Regions from separate parts of the Zea mays genome. Here all the other regions are linked to region 3. The links are chromatin contacts, called in public Hi-C maps. All regions are on one chromosome and are shown on one strand. Each heading gives the region's core, a stretch centred on a gene start, on an enhancer-like site or on the middle of the called end of the contact. The rest is flanking DNA. Distances are from core to core; before and after follow the strand shown.

What was found. Hi-C and Micro-C count contacts between places; a contact is called where the count stands out from the background.
Region 1: a Hi-C map of bundle sheath shows a contact between it and region 3, with 2.4 times the contacts expected there. The contact joins the promoter of LOC100279329 here to the promoter of LOC100273107 in region 3. A contact is called at or near these places in 2 of 25 Hi-C or Micro-C datasets (bundle sheath and leaf mesophyll).
Region 2: a Hi-C map of tassel shows a contact between it and region 3, with 1.8 times the contacts expected there. The contact joins the promoter of LOC541641 here to the promoter of LOC100273107 in region 3. A contact is called at or near these places in 4 of 25 Hi-C or Micro-C datasets (bundle sheath, ear, endosperm and 1 more).

Annotation. Positions count from the first base shown.
Region 1 is chr3:161,169,579-161,172,580 of Zm-B73-REFERENCE-NAM-5.0, forward strand. It overlaps LOC100279329, which reads right to left and starts at 1,398. Exons shown (of 14, transcript NR_176412.1): 1 at 1,037-1,398; 2 at 346-514; 3 at 118-250; 4 at 1-31. It overlaps LOC100272251, which reads right to left. Exons shown (of 5, transcript NM_001146746.1): 5 at 2,411-3,002. The coding sequence ends at 2,939.
Region 2 is chr3:161,080,575-161,083,550 of Zm-B73-REFERENCE-NAM-5.0, forward strand. LOC541641 (histidine kinase 2) reads left to right here and starts at 1,416. Exons shown (of 12, transcript NR_158574.1): 1 at 1,416-2,588; 2 at 2,700-2,976.
Region 3 is chr3:162,001,550-162,004,958 of Zm-B73-REFERENCE-NAM-5.0, forward strand. It overlaps LOC100273107, which reads left to right and starts at 2,093. Exons shown (of 3, transcript NM_001360214.1): 1 at 2,093-2,453; 2 at 2,657-2,819; 3 at 2,957-3,409. The coding sequence starts at 2,212.

The DNA of each region.
Region 1 (3,002 bases), core at 148-2,647, 830 kb before region 3:
TTCTCCACGACAGGCAGATGCCTGAACTTACCTGGAACCGAAGGATACGTTTCATCAGGGAACATTAAAAGATGAATATAGGTGAGGCGCACAGAAACCGTGGGAGCATTCACAGACCTTGCACCATCTTTTGCAACGCCTCGACTGCAAGCGTGTCCGCGAGAACAAATACAGGGTTTCGGGTCATGACCTTGGAGACCGGTGTCTCTTCCATCTTCAACTCACGAGCAATCACCCTTGTGGTTATGTCCTGACCAGCGTTCCCAAAATACAGCATACAGTGAGAAATGGGAACATCTAAGGCGGCACTGACACGAAAAAAAAAGCGAAGGAACATCCCCTCACCTTGTCGGTGAGGATCCCACAGAGCAAAGCGTTGGAGTCAGTCAGCAGCACGGCGTCAACCCTGCGTGACGCCATCCTCCGACAAGCCTCGTGCACGGTTGTGTGATCCGGTATCGTCAGCGCCTTGGACAGCCTCAGCCTTTTCACGGTCCTCTCGCCGGTCAGTGACCTGGAAAGAATCACACGAGGTACGTTTTTTTTCAGCTGTGAAGATTTTGGTCTTGTCCATTTGATAGAGCAGGCATGGCAATATAATCATGGCTTGACAGCAATCAATGTCGTGTTGCAATCTTGCTTGTGTTAGTGAAACGTGTGTGGTTTACGTTACACGCGAAATTCCACAGCCGGAGTCATGCGTATGTGGTACGGCATGGTTGTAAGAGTTGAATGGGATTCAGCACTTGTCTGTTGTAACTGAAAAACGGCCCGTACTTGGTATTGTTAGACTAAAAAGTGCGTAACATCCATCGATTCCACAAACCGGGGGAGGTGTCAAATCTAGGCTATGGAAGCTCCCAGCTACAAACAAAGCGAGGCACACGGAAGCTACTCCAGGTTGACACGCGACGCGACGCTTGAAGCCTTGATCCGAAGACACCATGCGTCCATGCCACAGAGACGGTAGGTACGGAGCACGGTCTACGCTACGCATAACAAGGGCAGAGCAAGGCGGGTGCGGCGGATCACGTACGTGGAGTGGCCGCGGGAGAGGGAGACGGAGGACCGCCTGGAGGGCGGCGGGGCGTCATGGCCGTGCCCGTTCTCGGCGGGCAGGACCCTCCTCCTGGATCCGGAGGACGATGAGACGTTCCTCCGGCCGGCGCCCGCGCCCGCGCCGCCGTCCATCTCCCGGCGCGCGCCGCCCGCCGGGGGAAGCGAGAGCCTCCGATCGGCGACGGCGCTGATCCGCGGCGGCGCAGGAGCGGGGGATTCTCTTTGTCTCGCCCGCTGGCTCCCGCGAATCAGGAGCGCTCCCCAATAGGTGGGGGAAGGCGGAGACCGGAGACGGGGCCGAAGGTCGCGGCGTGCGGCAGGGTATCTAAAATTTTCCTTCTTTTTTTTCGCCGAGCTGGTGGGTGCTGGGTGGTGGTGTTCGGATGCCCCCGTCCCGTGCGTGCGCGCCTGGCCTGGCCCGCGTGGTGTTTGCTTTGCGCATTCGTGTCGACGAGAGGCGGCTGAGTGGCTGACGGCTGGGGCTGGATAATGCCGCGAGGCGTGCGATGCGGATGTGGGGACCATAGCAGACTGCAGAGAGAGCAGCTCCGGGCCTCCGATCGAAATCCAACCGTGTCGACGCGGCCCACGCCACCCGTCGGGCGGCCGACCCGCGCAATCCCGCGTCGACACGACTGTTTAGACGCATGGCGGTGGTGATGTGTCGCCCGCGGGACGGGACACGGGACTGACCACCGCGCCGCGCCGCTTCCCTGAGGTGAGGGGCCGGGGACGCCGCCGGGCAGTATATATACCGCTGCCGGGCGGCGAGCGCTGGTGGCCGTGCACCAGAAGGCCGAACACCTGGCGCCGGCCGCCGGGAGACAATGCCTCAGCTCGCGTGCAATGCAAATGCTACGAGAGCGGGCGGCTTGGGGTCCTCTCTCCGTCTCGACCACGCCAGTTCGACCAGGTACGCCGTCGCCGGCGGCGGATGGATGGCTAGGTCGTCGCTCCTTCATTCTTCTGTTACTTCCGCCACGCATTCTTAAAGGGTGTTTGGTTTGTAGGGACTAATTTTTAGTCCCTACATTTTATTCCACTTTAGTTACAAAATTATCAAATATAGAAACTAAAACTCTATTGTAGTTTCTATATTTGTCAATTTATATACTAAAATGGAACAAAATGAAGGGACTAAACATTAGTCCCTAGAAACCAAACACCCCCTTAGATACTTCCTCCATACTCGGTCAGTCTAACTTTCCTCCATCTAGTAGTATTATGTTTTATTATATCAAATATTTCGATTTGATCGGCAATTTTTTTTAAAAAAAATTATATAGGTTAACGACATAAGATTTTGTTTTCGTATCATTATTATGACAACTGCTTTCAGCACACAGTATATAATTCACAGATATTACCTTTCAGCCCACTGACGCCTAGGGCAACTGCATAAACACAAGTGTACAGCACAATTTTTATCACAAACTTGCGAAAACATCCGGCTAGATTTGACACCCAACCCGCCCTCTCTTTTTTGCAGATGAAATCATGCAAGCCTGTACCATTAAAAGGAGTTAGCTACTGATTGAAAATTTGACATCTGCTAGGCAATCACATAATTTTACAGCATCACACTTTTTCTGCACATCACACTAGGTAAGAGGAGCGTGAGACCCAGGCTCCACGAGGGTCACTGCAGGTTGGCACATCCAAACAAACATAAGCAGCAAGCACAGTGCTAGGAAATAAACTTTGTGCGACAACGTAACGGGGCTTAAGTTCGGCAAGGAGCGGCACAGTTTCCGCATCCTGTTATTGAACTCCACTTCCTCGGCTAACCTTGCCAGCAGCCACCTTGACAAACCTCAGCTACACAACAATAGTATGCGGCACCGGCACCGCCCCGTTAGCAACAGATGCACGCCCCGTTTCATTTGTCGGTTGCACGCTCTGCCGAGTAAAGCAACATCTGGCTGCTTGTACTTGCACCGGCA
Region 2 (2,976 bases), core at 166-2,665, 920 kb before region 3:
TGATGTTAAGTGCTCTAGGGGACAGACTGCCCTAAGCACTCGTATCCTTCATAACGTCCTACGACACGAGGGCCCTAGGGACTTAAACTCATGAGCATCTCGGAGCATGAGGGATCCTAGGGAGTTGATTTGCTGATTAGAGACTCGAGCACGATGGTCCTTAAGGACTTAGATTGTTTTGTCCTAGGACGTCTCAAGGCACTAGGGGTCCCAAGCTGGCACCGAGTCTCTTAGTGGCTTTTTATGAGATTTTGTGGTGTAGTTATTCTTTCGAATATCGAATGATGTGTTTTTATTCCTTTGCTCCGAGGCCTATGGAGTGATGAAGGTGATTAAGTACAAGTTAGTGAGGGGTGCACGACATGACGAGAGGATCAGCTCATAAGATCAAGTATAATAAGGTGATGTAGACGGAGTAAGATATCTCATGTCAGATTTATGGTGATGCGGAAGAAAAAGAAATAAAGAGAGAAAGAGAACATGCTGATCATAATAGCCAGCTGAAAGCGGGCTAAACACAGTCTTCAACATAATTTGTGAGAGTAAGAGATGAACCAAGTATTAAACATATAACTTATTGACTAGACTTTTAGCTAATAGTACATGACATGACAACATTATAACCCCTATTATAAGCTATATTATTAACCTTGCTCTAACCATAAAGCTATCTACAGCTAAGTGTGTATATGGACGTGTAAAACACAATTTTTACTATAGTATGTACTGTTTACAGTATCAAATATGAAACACGGAATGTTGTAAGGAGACTACTGAAGATAATCTAATAAGGGGAAGGCCCATAGAAGAGTAGGTCCGGGGAAGATGAGATTGCCACCTGCATGTGAAATATTTAACTATTTGATATTGATATAGACATCATTTCTCAGTCTCTTCGCTTCGGATTAAAGCTAGATATTCATACCGCTGCAGGTGTAATACACAAATATAAAATACAGTAAAAACCGTTTTAGATTAAAGCTAATCCAACAACTTGTCTATGTCTGGTAGTTTTATTATGAGAACTAAAATTTGCTATGGTAAATAGTAACCGGTCTACAACTTTGTCATTATTGCCCCACTGGCAATGATTAGCAAAGAGATATGATTGAAGGTAAAGCTGATTTTTTACATATCCCTCCATTCGAAATAGGATCTATGTGGTGTATTCATTTGGCGTGACACATCAGCGAAACAGTAAAATTATAGAGCATAGAGCAGTTAATACTATCTGTAGCAAATTTACACCTGCCACCGTAAAATAGAGATACGAAAACTCCCTATCGACGATGACAAACGGCTTGCTGGCCTCTCCTACTGTTGTGACTGGTGCCACCTCTCCTTTCCCTTCTTCCTCCGTGCCCCAATCCCTCTTCTCCCCTCGACCAGCCGAGAGAGCGCCCCTACCGCAGCAGCTGCAGTGCTGCTCTGCTCTGCTCTGTTCTGCCCCCACTTCACCCTCTCGTCTCACCCCGCCTGCAGCTTGGTCGCTTTTCTCCCCAGTCTCCTCCCCTCCACCCTCTCGTCTCGTCGCACCTCACCTGCTTGGTCGCTTTTCTCCCCCAATCTCCTCGTCTCCCGCCGGCACCAATACCATCCTCTGTCCGCTCGCTGTTGCTGTTGCTATTCCCGTCCGTCCCGTGCTTCTACTCGCTAGTCGTTTCGTATTCGTATCCTCTCTCCTCAGCCGCCCTGCTCCCCTCCCGTCCTCTGGTGTCTGGTCAAACCAGCGGCTCCCAAGATTTGCCGCTGCTTCCTTCCTGGAGAAATCAAGCCTGTGCGGCGAGAAATCAAGAGGAAGGGGGAAGAGAGGGAGAAAGAGAGAGGGGCGGGGGTGGAGGAAAGAAAGCCTGCCCCTTGCGGACGTGCCTGCTCCCTCGGGGGCATTCAATTGGAGCCAACAGTGGGCGGGTGGGCGGCTGCTACAGCACGGCGGCCTCCATAAATTAGCTCCCCGCGTTCCGGCCCCTTCCGCCCCCTGTCGTCGCACCCGCCCCGTGTCTCCCCCGATCGGTCCGTCGATCACGCGGACGCCCGCCGGAGCATGCGCGCCGCGGGCCTCGGCCGCCGGAGAAGCAGCATCAGCCGCCGCGCCGCCGCCGGCGTCCGGAAGGAGATGTAGCGCTAGCTCCCCGACCCGCGAGGAAAGGGAAAGGGGAATGACCGTTACGGCGCGCGGGAGGAGCGGTGGAGCCGGGATGGGGGAGAAGGGCGGCGCTCCCGGGCTCGGCTTCCTGAGCCTCGATCGGATGCGCGTCCTCCTGCCGCCGCTCCGCCTGCCGGAGAAGCTGTCGGCCAGGACGCTGCGGACGCACCTCTTCACTAACTACCGGATGCGCAAGGTGCGGGACAGCTCCAGCTGGCTCATCCCGCTCTGGGTCAGCTCTTGGGTCCTCGTCGCCTCCCTCATCTACCTTTGCATGAGCTACCAGGCCGTCGGCAAGCGCCGGGAGTCTCTCGCCAGCATGTGCGACGAGCGCGCGCGCATGCTCCAGGACCAATTTAACGTCAGCATGAACCACCTCCAGGCGCTCGCCATCCTCGTCTCCACCTTCCACCACTCCAAGACACCCTCCGCCATCGACCAGGTAGGTACCCTGCTGTGCTGCTATCCTAGGGAGTGTTCCTTCACCTCAATCTAAGGCTAAGCAAGATTTCTTCTCCCGGGCGTGACGAAATCCATCTGACCGTTGCTGCAGAAAACGTTCGCGAGGTATGCGGAGAGGACGGCGTTCGAGCGGCCGCTGACGAGCGGGGTCGCGTACGGGGTGCGGGTCACGCACGCCGAGCGGGAGCAGTTTGAGCGCCAGCAGGGATGGAGCATCAAGAAGATGTACTCCTCCAAGACCAAGAATCAGTCGCAGGGACCCGGGAACGCCGAGGACGCCGAGGTGCGGGAGCCGGCGGAGGAGTATGCTCCCGTAATCTTCGCGCAGGACGCCTACAAGCACGTCATCTCCTTCGACTTGCTATCCG
Region 3 (3,409 bases), core at 843-3,342:
AAGCGTGATTGTCTGAAGCATATGACAACATTGCGTTTTTATCTCAAGTTGCTCACAATGAAGGCTCATCATGGTTTATCAGACATGGGCTTTAACGAGCTATTAAATATACTTGTTGAAGCTTTTCCTAAGGGTAACAAAGTGCCTATGAATACCTATCGGGAAAAGAAGTTGATCCACCTAGTGGCAATGAAACTTAAAGAAGTTTGACACTTGCCCTAACCACTGCATGCTGTATCGGGGTGAGTACGAGAAACTAGGGAGTTATCCACACTGCAGCACTAGTCGATGGAAGATGAATGTTGAATATCCCATGGATGATGATCCCTCTAGTATGACGAAGAAGACGTATGTCGGTGAGATAATCAGGGGTATCCGAATTACACCTCTAAAAACACGCTCAGGAAAGGTTAAGATGTAAACCCCGAAGGTAAGAGGCCACGTCACCTCCTCATCCGAGACCTCTCCCTGAGGGTTTTACGCCTGAGGCAAATCTCCGTCTCGCCCGAGCCTATCACAGCTTATGCTCGAAGCTACCTTGTCCTACCATCGCTCCGTCCATCTCGTCTGAGCCAGTATCAAGCAGAGAGGACAAGGCACACCCGAAGGCAGCGGGGGACACTCGCATTTAATGCGCACACCTACCCTAAGTCGATGTACATGAGCACAGTGGTAACAAGACAACAGACGCGTCTAGGCGCAATAGCATGATTACAGTCGTGTCACTGTACACACACGCCATCTGCCATACCCTGATGGGACATCTGATAACGACAGAGATAGTAGACCAGCCCTCGGGCGCAAATATCCGCCTCGCCCGACGCTGGGTTCGCCCTTGGGCGTAATATCTGTCTCGCCCGATGCTGATCTCGTCCTCGGGTGCTGTCTCCGCCTCGTCCCGAGCTCAGCCTCGGTTACCTGCTCCACCGCGAATCCCGCAGGCGGCCACCCCGCCAACTATGATACACGTCAGGGAAGGATCGACCATCGCCTCGGAAAGACTTCTGCCTCGCCCGAGCAGGGCTCTAACCTCGATATCCGCAGCGAAGGAATCCCAACATTACCCAGCATAGGGACACTGACGCATCCCGTAAGCAGCCTTTCTACCTATACCGAAGCGCTGTTATAATAACTACGGTATAAGCAACCCCTTCATGAGCAAGTCGACAAAAAAATTCTAGCCGTTTCAGATTGGCAGTTTGTTCACATACAATTTTGCGATATACTACGGGCTAAGGAGGGGGTTAATGGTTGGATTGTTACAATCTTTTTGTGTTAACATATTAAAAGTTCTTTATACATACTTTTCCAGCTTGCAAAAGCCACCGTTACATTGCAATGAGAAACTGAAACGAGGGCAGAGAAATTTCGTTGTAGTACTGTAAGTTTTAATCCGCAAGTCATATAGTATGAAAATAAAAGCAAACAACAGGACTCCATGGTTGTTAAAGAAAACATGACTACAAGGTGTAGTACTCAGTACGGGTGTATTAATACCACATTCTGACTGTACTATCCCCGGACGTCTCAAATAAAACAAACCAAAATAAATAAAAATAAAACTCTATTAATCCAAAAAAACACAAAACTCTATTAATCCTTCTTGTCTGTAAGGAGTTAAACAGTTCCAAATCTTGTTAGATAAGCAAAACCAATATAATAATCACATATTTAAGTAAGTAATTTATTAATACTACCCAAACGGCAAACGCAAGTATGAAAAAGGAGAGGAAACTCCCCCCCATTGCAGTGTCCTTGTTTTTCCCAGGCTTTTCCCTCAGAAAAAGCAGGCGGTAAATAAAGCACTGGTACTACTGGCGAGCATTGATGCTTTTCATTGAAGAGGTGAGCAGTCTGCGTGGGCGCGCATTCGCAGCACTCATGCGGTCAGCTCCGCCCCTGCGAATACTACTGGCACATTTGGAAGGGCATTGAAAGCAGTAAAAACTGAAGCTAGCTACCTCCAATGACAGCCTGGACCCCTCCACGGCCCACGGTACGGCGGAGACGCTCCTCCTTCGCCTCCTAGCTCCTTTCCTATATAAAAGCCCTCTGCCTTGCTCGCCCTTCTAGCACACAAGCACACCGCTCCGCACTTCTCCCTGTCGTCTCGCCCGCCCGCGCGCGCGGTCGTTTAACCTTTTTTCTCCCACCGCTCGCCCCGTCCCGCTTTCCCCCCGGCAGCGACGACTCCTGCGGAGGTACAGAGAGATGAGGACGAGGAGCGGGTCCCGGTATTCCAACGGCGGCGAGGTGGTTGCCTTGGTGGGTCAGAAGAGGAAGAGGTCGCCGTCGGCCGTCGCCGGAGAGTGCGACTGCGGCGGGCGCAGGAAGCGGCCTGCCGGCGAGCCGGACTACCTGGACGCGCTTCCCGATGACCTTGTCCTCTCCATCCTGTCCAAGCTCGCCGCCGCCTCCTCGGCGCCGTCCGACCTGCTCTCGGTCCACCTCACGTACGTCTGCCTGCCTGCCCGAGCATCCTTTGCGTTTTGTCATCAACTCCTCGTGTTTCCTCGCACGGCGAGCGCACCGTCTCCCTCGCGCTATGGAGTAATCGAAATGCGTGGGGGGGAGCGACGGCAGTTGTGCTGTTTTCGGAAACATAAGCTGGAGGGAGAGGCCAAGGATCGTGCGCTGACGTCTTTCGCGTTTGCAGGTGCAAGAGGCTGAACGAGCTCGGCAGCCATGACATGGTGTTCGCCAAGGCCTCGCCGGCGTCGCTGGCGGTCAAGGCGGCGGCGTGGTCCGAGCCGGCGCAGAGGTTCCTCAAGCGCTGCGCCGACGCCGGCAACCTCGAGGCCTGCTACAACCTGGGCATGGTACGCCACGCGACCCAAACCCTAACGAGTTGCAAGTAGACTTGATCGGGTCGATTCCGTTGCTTCCTCTCGACTCAAGCGCGCATGGCATGGTCATGGTGGATATGGGCGCTGACCTGGGACGCTCGCTTCTGCAGATCCGCTTCTACTGCCTGGGCAGCCGCAGCGGCGGCGCGGCGCTGCTGGCGAGGGCGGCCGTCGGCGGGCACGCGGCGGCGCTCTACTCGCTGGCGGTCATCCAGTTCAACGGCAGCGGCGGGGCCAAGTCGGACCGCGACCTGCGCGCGGGGGCTGCCCTGTGCGCGCGCGCGGCCTCGCTGGGCCACGTCGACGCGCTCCGCGAGCTCGGGCACTGCCTCCAGGACGGCTACGGCGTGCGGCGGGACCCCGCCGAGGGCCGGCGCCTGCTGGTCGCGGCGAACGCCCGCGAGCTCACGCTCGCGCTCTCCGCGGCCGCCTCGCGCCACGCCGTCGCCGCGCTGCCCTTCGCCGCGGCCGCCGGCGTCGTCGGCGGCGGCGGGGGGTGCCCCCTCCTGTCCGACTTCGGGTGGAGCCTCCCCGAGGCGGAGCCCCACGCGGCGAACCAGTTC